3 separate regions of the Rattus norvegicus genome follow, and all the other regions are linked to region 1. Evidence: chromatin contacts called from public Hi-C and HiChIP or PLAC-seq data. All regions are on one chromosome and are shown on one strand. Each heading gives the region's core, a stretch centred on a gene start, on an enhancer-like site or on the middle of the called end of the contact. The rest is flanking DNA. Distances are from core to core; before and after follow the strand shown.

Region 1 (2,911 bases), core at 302-2,801:
TCAAAGCTGCTAGTTCAAAGCAAAATAAATGCTAATGCAAAAATGGAATTCAGTACCTAGGAAGCGCAAGGCCCTGGGTTCGGTCCCCAGCTCCGAAAAAAAAGAACCAAAAAAAAAAAAAAAATGGAATTCACACATATTCACCCTTCAAGGCCCTAACTTTCCACTTGTTTCTCCTGAGACCAACGTATACTCTAACAACAGAAAATCTACTGTGTTTTACAACTGAGTAATCCTCACGCAGAGTCCAGAGATGTTCACAAGCATCAATGTTCAAATAACTTACCTATCCTTGTTAAGACGGTCATCTCTGGTCACCATAGCCATAACTGCCATCCGGTACATGTGATCTGACACGCTTTCCGGCTTCTCAACGTTTCTATATACCCAGCCAGTCCGTGGGACTCTCTAATAAATAAGATAAGGGGTTAAACAAACAAAAAACCATCACTGGAAACAACAAATCCAAAAGGTGCTCTTGAAGAAAATGCCAGAGAATGGCCACAGAGCCACATATCAGCCGAGTCATGATTTCAAACATATTTTTAAACAATGCTTTATTTAAACTAATCGTAGCGATCAAAATCCGAAATCAAACTAGTGAGTGGGCAAAATGCAATTCACGAGTATACGAAAGTCTAATAGTCTTTACTCCGTGCTACTGAAGTATAACTGTGGGACAAAAACACAAAAAGGTTTTAGACATAAAAGCAAAACTGGTGGTAAGCCTGGTGGTACATGCCTGGAATCTCAGAACTCAACAGGGGAAGACTCAAGTTCCAGGCTCCCAGCCTGTGTTGCCCATCTGGTCTCCATACTGTGTTGTAGTTAAGAAAAAATGCAAAGCAAAGCCCCTATATTTTTCCTAACTACGAGAGGAGTAGGGTTTTGCTGTCAAAAAAAATTTCATACAGTAATAGAATATTTTGTACATATAACATGTAACAGACTCCCCAGTTCTAACTCAGATGGCTTGGAGGAATTTCCACGGCAGTGAAGCCTTTTATTCAGATCATGATGTGATCATGTGAGTCTGCATTTTACCTGGGAGTTCTATGTTTCTAAAGGATTTCACAAACAGTAGTCACAGTGTCAGGGAACAGCTCGTCTTGGAACGTAGGGGGCTCTGCACAAGCTCTGCACAAGCTGGTGCACGCTGAAACCGAATTACTGAAACGGTCATTTCCGGAAGTCACGGCGACAGAGGAAGGTCTCCACTACTCATAAGCAGGGGCCACACTCCGGCCTTCCGCTGCAGCTCCGCAGCACCGCCCATGACCTGGGCTGTGGCGGCGCCCCGCAAAGAATCCTCGGCTGGGTTCCCGCCAGCTCCTTCCCGGCACATCCAGGCCGCACGAGGCGGGGCTGAGCGAGGGAGGTTGCGTGAGGTCGGAGCCTGAGCTGGACCCCGCCGCCTCCCGGCCCGGCCGAGCCCACTCGCTCACCTTGAGCTGCCCGACTAGACGCAGAAAACGCAACAGCCCGGCCTGGCAGTTGGATGTGGCCGAAGCCATGCTGGAGTGTAAAGAGCTGGTTGGTGACGTCCTCAGGCCCCTCCCCACTCTCCTTTAGCTCCTCCCCACTGTCTTTCGGTCCCTCCCCTCTCTTTGGCTCCTCCCCACAGCCCCACTTCCTTCTTTGGGGGACGACCTTCTCTGAATGGACTGCCCAATGCTCAGGCTTTGGGTGATCTCTGCTCAATTAACTACCATCAGCTTTCACATGGATCGCAGCTTGACGCTAAGGGCAGAAAGGCCTGAAGAGGACGAGGCTGGATAATGTCTGCAAACCTTATCTCTTAGAAGCCCAGTGTCTGATTGGCAGGAAGAGCTAGCTCTAAGGAGCGCCACTTAAAGGCCGAACATCCATAACCAGTTTAACAAAGGCACTTGGCCAAGCCTGTGAAGGGAAGAAATGAGAAGGGAGACTTTGGAGGAAGCAGGCAATGGGCTAGTAAAAGCAAGCCCATGCTGAAACCACAAGCATCCATTCTGCCCGAAACTCATCAGCGTTTTCCAGGACTTGTTTCCATTGACAGTTTAACGGTACAAGATTTTAAGGGCAGTTAATGAATATGGGCAAAACTCAAGGAGAATCAAGGATATGGATAAAATTCAAAAAGAAAGGGAAATAAAAAGGAATCCCATTTTATTTGTACCAAAGTAGGTTTATTTATATACAGGGCACTAAAAGCTGGTGGTTCTGATGAGCCATCGTCTGTTCTTGTTTCTTATTGCTTAATACACCTATCATGCCTTCCATTTGAGCCAGAATTCTGTACCAGGAACTATGGTAGAAAATGTATAGTCATCATAGCATAAGGTTGGTATAGAATGTTACTCAGTATAGAACTCAAGGCAGCATCCATGAGCAGTATCCGGGATTATTATAAGTCAGCTCTATAGCAGAAATTAAAAGTTGGCGGTGTAGTATAGCGAAGAAGCACTTGTATACATGAGGTCCCAAGTGATCTCCAGCACTTGGTAGGTGAGCTATTTATCACTTTGTGTTATCTGTAAAATAAAAGCACAAGTTTCAGGTGCCAGCACTGCCAGGCTGCCTTGCTGTGCTGAGTTCCCAGGTGTAGAGGGCCTATTCCTGTTTTTGTATATAATCCCTATCTGCTTTCTCCCTATAAGTCACACTGTTAGACACTCAAATCAGCGTGTTCGAATCAGAAGTTATCACTAAACATTCCTGTGAACATGGCTGTTTAGAGCATAAAACATTCTGAAAGTCATAACTAGGACTTTATGGAAGTAGAATATTTTCAATTAGCACCTTGCTTACCACCCTAGTTTGACAGCGTGAACTTGGGAGAATTAGGGGGCTCTTTATTCAGAGAATCAGGCAATTTGTACTCTGAGGGTTACGAATATTCACATGAGTATAGTATTTAATGACAACATCA
Region 2 (2,911 bases), core at 306-2,805, 740 kb after region 1:
GAGACTGAAGGAAAGACCATCCAGAGACTGTCTCACCTGGCGATCCAGCCCTTATACAGCCACCAAACGCAGACAATATTGCTAATTCGAAGAAGTGCATGCTGACAGAAGCCTGACATAGCTGTCTCCTGGAGGCTCTCCCAGAGCTTGAAAATGCAGAGGCCGATGCTCCCAGCCAACCACAGGCTCCCCAAGGGAGGAGTTAGAGAAAGAACTGATGAAGCTGAAGGGGTTTGCAACCTCATAGGAAGAACCACAAAATCAACCAACCAGACCACCCCAGAGTTCCCAGGCACCAAAACCACCATCCAAAGAGTAAACATGGACAGACCCATGGCTCCAGCTGCATATGTAGCAGTGGATGACCTTGTTGAGTATCAATGGGAGGAGAAGCCCTTGGTCCTGCCAAGGCTCAATCCCCCAGTGTACAGAAACATCAGGACTGGAACACCCTCATATAAGCTGGGGGAGAGGGGATGGGATAGGGCGTTTATGGACAGGAAACTGGGAAAGGGGTTAACATTTGAAATGTAAATAAAAAAATACCCAATTAAAAAAAAAACCTTTTCCAATGCTATTTTTTGGACTCATGCAATAAACTATACATCGAAGTTTGAATATTATTACACCTAGTAATTGTAGCTATTATCTGTAGGAGGCAATATTCCAGCTTTATACAAAAAAAAAAAATGAGGCACACAGATGTTATGAAATTTGCTGAGAGCCTAGGGATAACAAATGGTGGAACTGAGGTTTGATTAACAAGGGTCATCACTGTGTGCTGGCTGGCTTGATCACTACCACTAAACACCAACTATGTTTCTGGCATATGGAAGAAATAGGATACTTTTATATGCTGTGAATTATCAAGGTGGAATGCAAAATCCCCCAAATACAGGTCTCAGCAGGACAAAGGGTTCAGTACTTTTAACAGAAATGACAGTTGTGGAACATATATATGGGTAGCTATATATCTTACAAACTCTTTTGGTATTTGGCTCATGTGAATAATTAGGGTAGCTTCTGCCAATGTTTTTAATCTACAGTTGACTGTGGATTGACTGTGTGCCTGTAACAACATAGCATAATTACTGAATGCTAGTCCGAGGAAGGGTTTTTTGTTGGTTTCCTTACAGAGAAAACCAAGGTGGGTCCTTGACAGCTCTTGAAAAAGTTTCGCATAATCACGAAAAGTACACTCAGTGTTCTAGCTAGTGAGCCCCAGAACCCTGAACGATTAGGAGTCTACCTACACTTTACAGTGAAGTTTCGGTTCAGTTTTGAGTCGAAGAGCTGAGGGAGGAGTCGGAAGAACACTCCAAGAGGAGCATCACTGGGGAACTGCGCAGGATCACCGCAGTCTGCCCCTTAAAACAATGCACCTTTCACAAGGGGAGCATGCCAGGATAGCCACAGGCTTTGTGAACCTTATAATCTCGCTCCGCCCCGTCATGCCCCTTCCTAGAAGGTGCCACCTGTTTCTGGTTTAGCTTCCGTTTCCGGCTCCGGGCTGAGGCTCGGCGGAAACTTAGCTCCAGGGGGGAGGAGGGGGCGGGCCGGTGGAGGCCGCGCAGGCGTACCATAGTAGCCGCAATGGCGCTGCCGGGCTCCTTGAATCGCTATCTGCTGCTCATGGCACAGGAGCACCTGGAGTTCCGCCTGCCGGTGAGCCGTCCTGGGGTGCCGGGCGCAGAGGCTCGCACTCCGCACGCGCCGACTAGGGGAGGGGTCTCTGCGGGCTGCTGCGCGCGCCTGGATTGGGCGGGGGTGAGGCCGCTGTCCGCTCTGAGTCCCGGGCAGCCTTTCTCCGGGACAGTGCCCTGCCATCCAGCTCTGCACGTGCGCCTGACGCCGCAGTAAAGCAGGTGAACCGGACCCGACTCGGGACGGAGACATCCATGGGGTCGCTCGGTGGAGTGAGAAGTGTCAAAATAGGTTCAGGCACGATGGAAGGCTTGGGTTGGTACTTGATGAAGTTGGGAGAAAACTTTTATTTACTCAAGAAACAACATTCGAGTCGCGTACACGGAATGCTGAGGGTGCGCTGACTGACAGCTCTGCCCTTCAAGAGCTTAATGTTTACTTAGGCTCAGGACTAGCAGATGCGAGAGCATAGTCAACTTATTGAAGCGCAACGATGAAGGGCACTTAGTGGGAGCCTTTAAAAAGGGAGTCTTTGTCCATTAATGAATGGGGGATGTTGCCTTTCAAGGTGGGGATGACATGAGCTACAGCATTAGTTAACTGGGCAAAGGAAATAAGTACTTTGGAAGTGTAAACTGTTGTCCATTACTAGTCACCAGTTATGTAACAGAGTGGTAAACAGAAGTAGGTTGGTGGACCAGAGAAGACACTGAGCCCTCTATAACTTGGAAGAGGAGTTAAACAGGTTAGAAGAGGCAGAATTAGATGGTTTTTAACAGACAGTAAAATGAAGGACAGACTTGAGCAGTAAGACTGGAGTTAGTAAGCATCTGTTGGAATATTAAAAGATTAAGAAACTAATCTAGTGTGAGCAAGAAGGGAATAGGTTAGAGCGTGGGTGTAGGGGATGAGACCAAATGTATGTTAGGGTAAACATTTGTTATTGTTCTGCCCAAGAAAACCTGGAAATGATGAGATTTCTTCTACTTCATGCTCAAAAAGTGGTGAACCACTGGGACTGAAGAGGTGGCTAAGGACCACTGCTCCTCCAGAGGACCTGTATCTGTTGTCCCGCATCTGTATCGGGATACTGCCCACAGCCATTTGTAACCCCAGGTGGGTGGGTTGGGGGGGGTTCTTCTGGCCTCCGTAGGTACCAGGCCTTCCTTACTTATGTGAGTATACCCACAAGTTTACAAAAAAGTGGTAGGCCAAGTACAGATGCTCAGAAGTCAGACGTTAAAGGAGAGCTGAAAGGAGGCACACA
Region 3 (2,911 bases), core at 210-2,709, 720 kb after region 1:
GTACACAAGTACATACATGGAGAAAGACAAACATATACTACACACACACACACACACACACACACACACACACACACAGACACACACCATAAAAAAGGCAGAGTGATATGAAAGTGTAAGAACAGACATAGAAAATGATATTTAAATGTGTGAGGTCACACATTTTCTGCTTCTGAGGATCTGAGAAGCTACTGTAGTGATTGCCAAATATGCGGTTAACTACACAGGAAATTAAATGTGTCTTCAATTTGCGTGTACTTTTACCTAACATGTTGCTGTTTTGGATTACAACACAATTCATTTAAAAGCATTACCAAATTTAAAGTCATACTAAGTAATTGCAATTATGAAATCGACAAGCGCCAATGTCATAACTATTGTTGTCAATCATTTCAAGTAAACTTCAGCATCAGGAAAGAGGCAGGGTCAGCACAGTACCAGGAGGTTTGACACAGGAAGATTTCCAGGTGAGGTGGGAATCAGCAAGAATTTATCTCAAAACAAAACAGTGCATTTAAAAATATTTGTTCTACGGATAAACATAGAACATAAATAGACACTTATTTAAACTTTGCTATTGTTTGGGTAAGGGGTAAGATAGAAGTCTGAATCTGTTTCTTTCTGTAGAGCTGTAATAAAATAATTAAACTTGGGAAGTTTCACAGTTAGAGAAGCATAGGGAATGCTCAGTACTGGTGCTCAGCAAAGGCCGTGTATTGTCAAAAGGTGAGCTCACAATCATACTTAAGAACTGATATTTTTCTGGCATGATTGTTCCCAAAGGGTTTCTCTCTCTTTCCTGAATAGCAGGAAATACAAGAGAAAATTGTTACAATGAACCCGGTGAGACACAGGGAAGAGCTGGGAGGTAATTTCTCAACTATTGCCTTTTCTCGGTATATGACATGTGACATAGGAGAGATCCTTATTCTGATTTGCATTGCACTATAAACAAAAGCAAACATGTCAAGTACAGTTTGGCTGGGTTTTTTTTTTGTTTGTTTGTTTTTTGTTTTTTGTTTTCAGATCCTAAAATTATTGTGACTGAACAAGTACACAGAAAACAAGGAAAATTCACTTTGCCAAACAAGGCTCTCTATACATTTTACTCATCCTCTTATACCCTTAAAAAATCGAACTTCTATACTTTTTTTTTCTTTTATAACTAGAGCGTGATACACTATATAGAGAAGTGGAAACAACATCCTTTGCACTTTAGACTAAGGTTATTGGCAACTCCCAAGCCCCTGGTTAGGTTCTTGAAACTGAGCTGTTTGCGTCATCACGGAGCGACGGGCGGGGTCAGGGCAAGCCTTACCGCGCCCTCCTCGCCCACTGACAGTCTCCCCTTCCCAGTGTCTGTCCCTGCGCGTGCGCAGACTTCGCATTGCTAGGAGGGCGGAGCAAGGCGGCGGCTCCGGGTGCCACGGGTGCGCACGCGCCAGGCCTTGAGCAGCTCAGCTGATCCTCAGGTCGCCTCTCGGCCGCCATGGCTGAAAAGCAAGCGGGCTTAGCTGGAGAGCCGAATCCCGACTGTACGGTCACTGCCAAAGCAGGACCTGAGGTGTCCTCGCCTGGGACCTCGGAGTCCAGGGACTATGACAGTAACTGCGTGTTCTGCCGCGTCGCGGCGGGTCAGGAACCCGAAACTGAACTCTTATACTGTGAGGTGGGCGGCGACAGGCCGGGGTGGGTGGGAGCCCGACCTCCAATCCAGGCTCGCAGGCTTCTGTCTCTGCACCGACCTGCTAAACCTACCGTGTAATTGACTTCTTTCAGGGACCCAGAGGTCCTCCAGAGGTGCCTTTGCTGCTCAGTAGGGAGAGATAGTAGTAATGGAGCCAGGCACACTCGCCTCCCTCTGCATGCATTTGCAACACAGCAGCATCCTGTGTCCTTGTTTTTATTATAAGGAGTCTTCCTCTTCTCTAGATAGTAAGTTATGTACATTTCCAGTATCCTTAGAGAGCGTACAACTAGCAGAAAACAGGTCATGGGCGTGGTGACGAAGAGTGAATTTGACTGAAAATAGGCGAAATGGAGTTTCATGACTGGGTCTGAAGTCGAACTGATAACTAACAGTTCATAGCTTGTAAGTGGCTACACACCACTGGGAAAAATATCTCTTATCAACCGCGAGGGCTTCATGAACGCCTCCCCTTTTCGTTACAAGATCTGGACAGGATTCAAACCTATGCAGATCACTTGTAGTTAATCATACTTGCTGCGAGTTCAAGAGTGCAACAGCCATGACATACCTGGAAATTCCAGAAAACTTTCCCTTTCCCCTGGCTCAAACATATTTTGCATCTCATCATCCCTCATAGAGAGTTAATCTTTTGAGAGAGATTTATCATTTTGCATTTAAAACTCTCATTACACATATATTCGTTGTAAACGAATGATTGGACTTATATAAGGTGTTGGTATACTATATATATATACATATATATATATATATATATATATATATATATATGGTGTTGGTAATTATACAAATAATGGCAGAAGAAATTGTTTGATTTGGAATAATCAGGGTTACCAACATCATGAAGAATTTGTTTGCAAGACTTTCCAACAAAAGTCAGAGATGATTCTTTGCCTCAGAGATCTCTGTATGGTTTTCTTACTGTATTTTTCAGAATTCATTTAAGCAAAGGACATACCACATATTCTTAGTAGGGGGCTTACCAGTACCAAGGGCAGTGTTTTACTCTTTGTGTATGAGTCACAAAGATATATATATACATATATATATATATATACATATATATATATATATATATATTACCATGCCTGGTATTCATATCTCATGGTATTGATATGAATTATTATTAAGGGTCTCCTAGAAATAGCCCAGTGGTAGTGGTACATGCCTTTAATTCCAGCATTCAGAAGGCAAAGGCAGGAA

The links. A called contact is a pair of places that touch in the nucleus more often than the background predicts. HiChIP or PLAC-seq counts read pairs in DNA pulled down with a chosen protein or histone mark.
Region 2: a Hi-C map of Schwann cells shows a contact between it and region 1, with 6 times the contacts expected there. The contact joins the promoter of Trmt11 here to the promoter of Hddc2 in region 1. A contact is called at or near these places in 7 of 12 Hi-C or Micro-C datasets (the A7r5 cell line, the Rat2 cell line, Schwann cells and 4 more).
Region 3: an H3K27ac HiChIP or PLAC-seq map of oligodendrocytes shows a contact between it and region 1, with 8 times the contacts expected there. The contact joins the promoter of Hint3 here to the promoter of Hddc2 in region 1. A contact is called at or near these places in 8 of 12 Hi-C or Micro-C datasets (the A7r5 cell line, the Rat2 cell line, Schwann cells and 5 more) and 1 of 1 datasets of contacts at active chromatin or transcription factors (oligodendrocytes).

Annotation. Positions count from the first base shown.
Region 1 is chr1:28,131,426-28,134,336 of GRCr8, forward strand. It overlaps Hddc2 (HD domain containing 2), which reads right to left and starts at 1,552. Exons shown (of 6, transcript NM_001108460.1): 1 at 1,446-1,552; 2 at 287-408. The coding sequence starts at 1,514.
Region 2 is chr1:28,871,806-28,874,716 of GRCr8, forward strand. Trmt11 (tRNA methyltransferase 11 homolog) reads left to right here and starts at 1,556. Exons shown (of 13, transcript NM_198051.2): 1 at 1,556-1,665. The coding sequence starts at 1,594.
Region 3 is chr1:28,853,401-28,856,311 of GRCr8, forward strand. Hint3 (histidine triad nucleotide binding protein 3) reads left to right here and starts at 1,460. Exons shown (of 5, transcript NM_001100825.1): 1 at 1,460-1,669. The coding sequence starts at 1,490.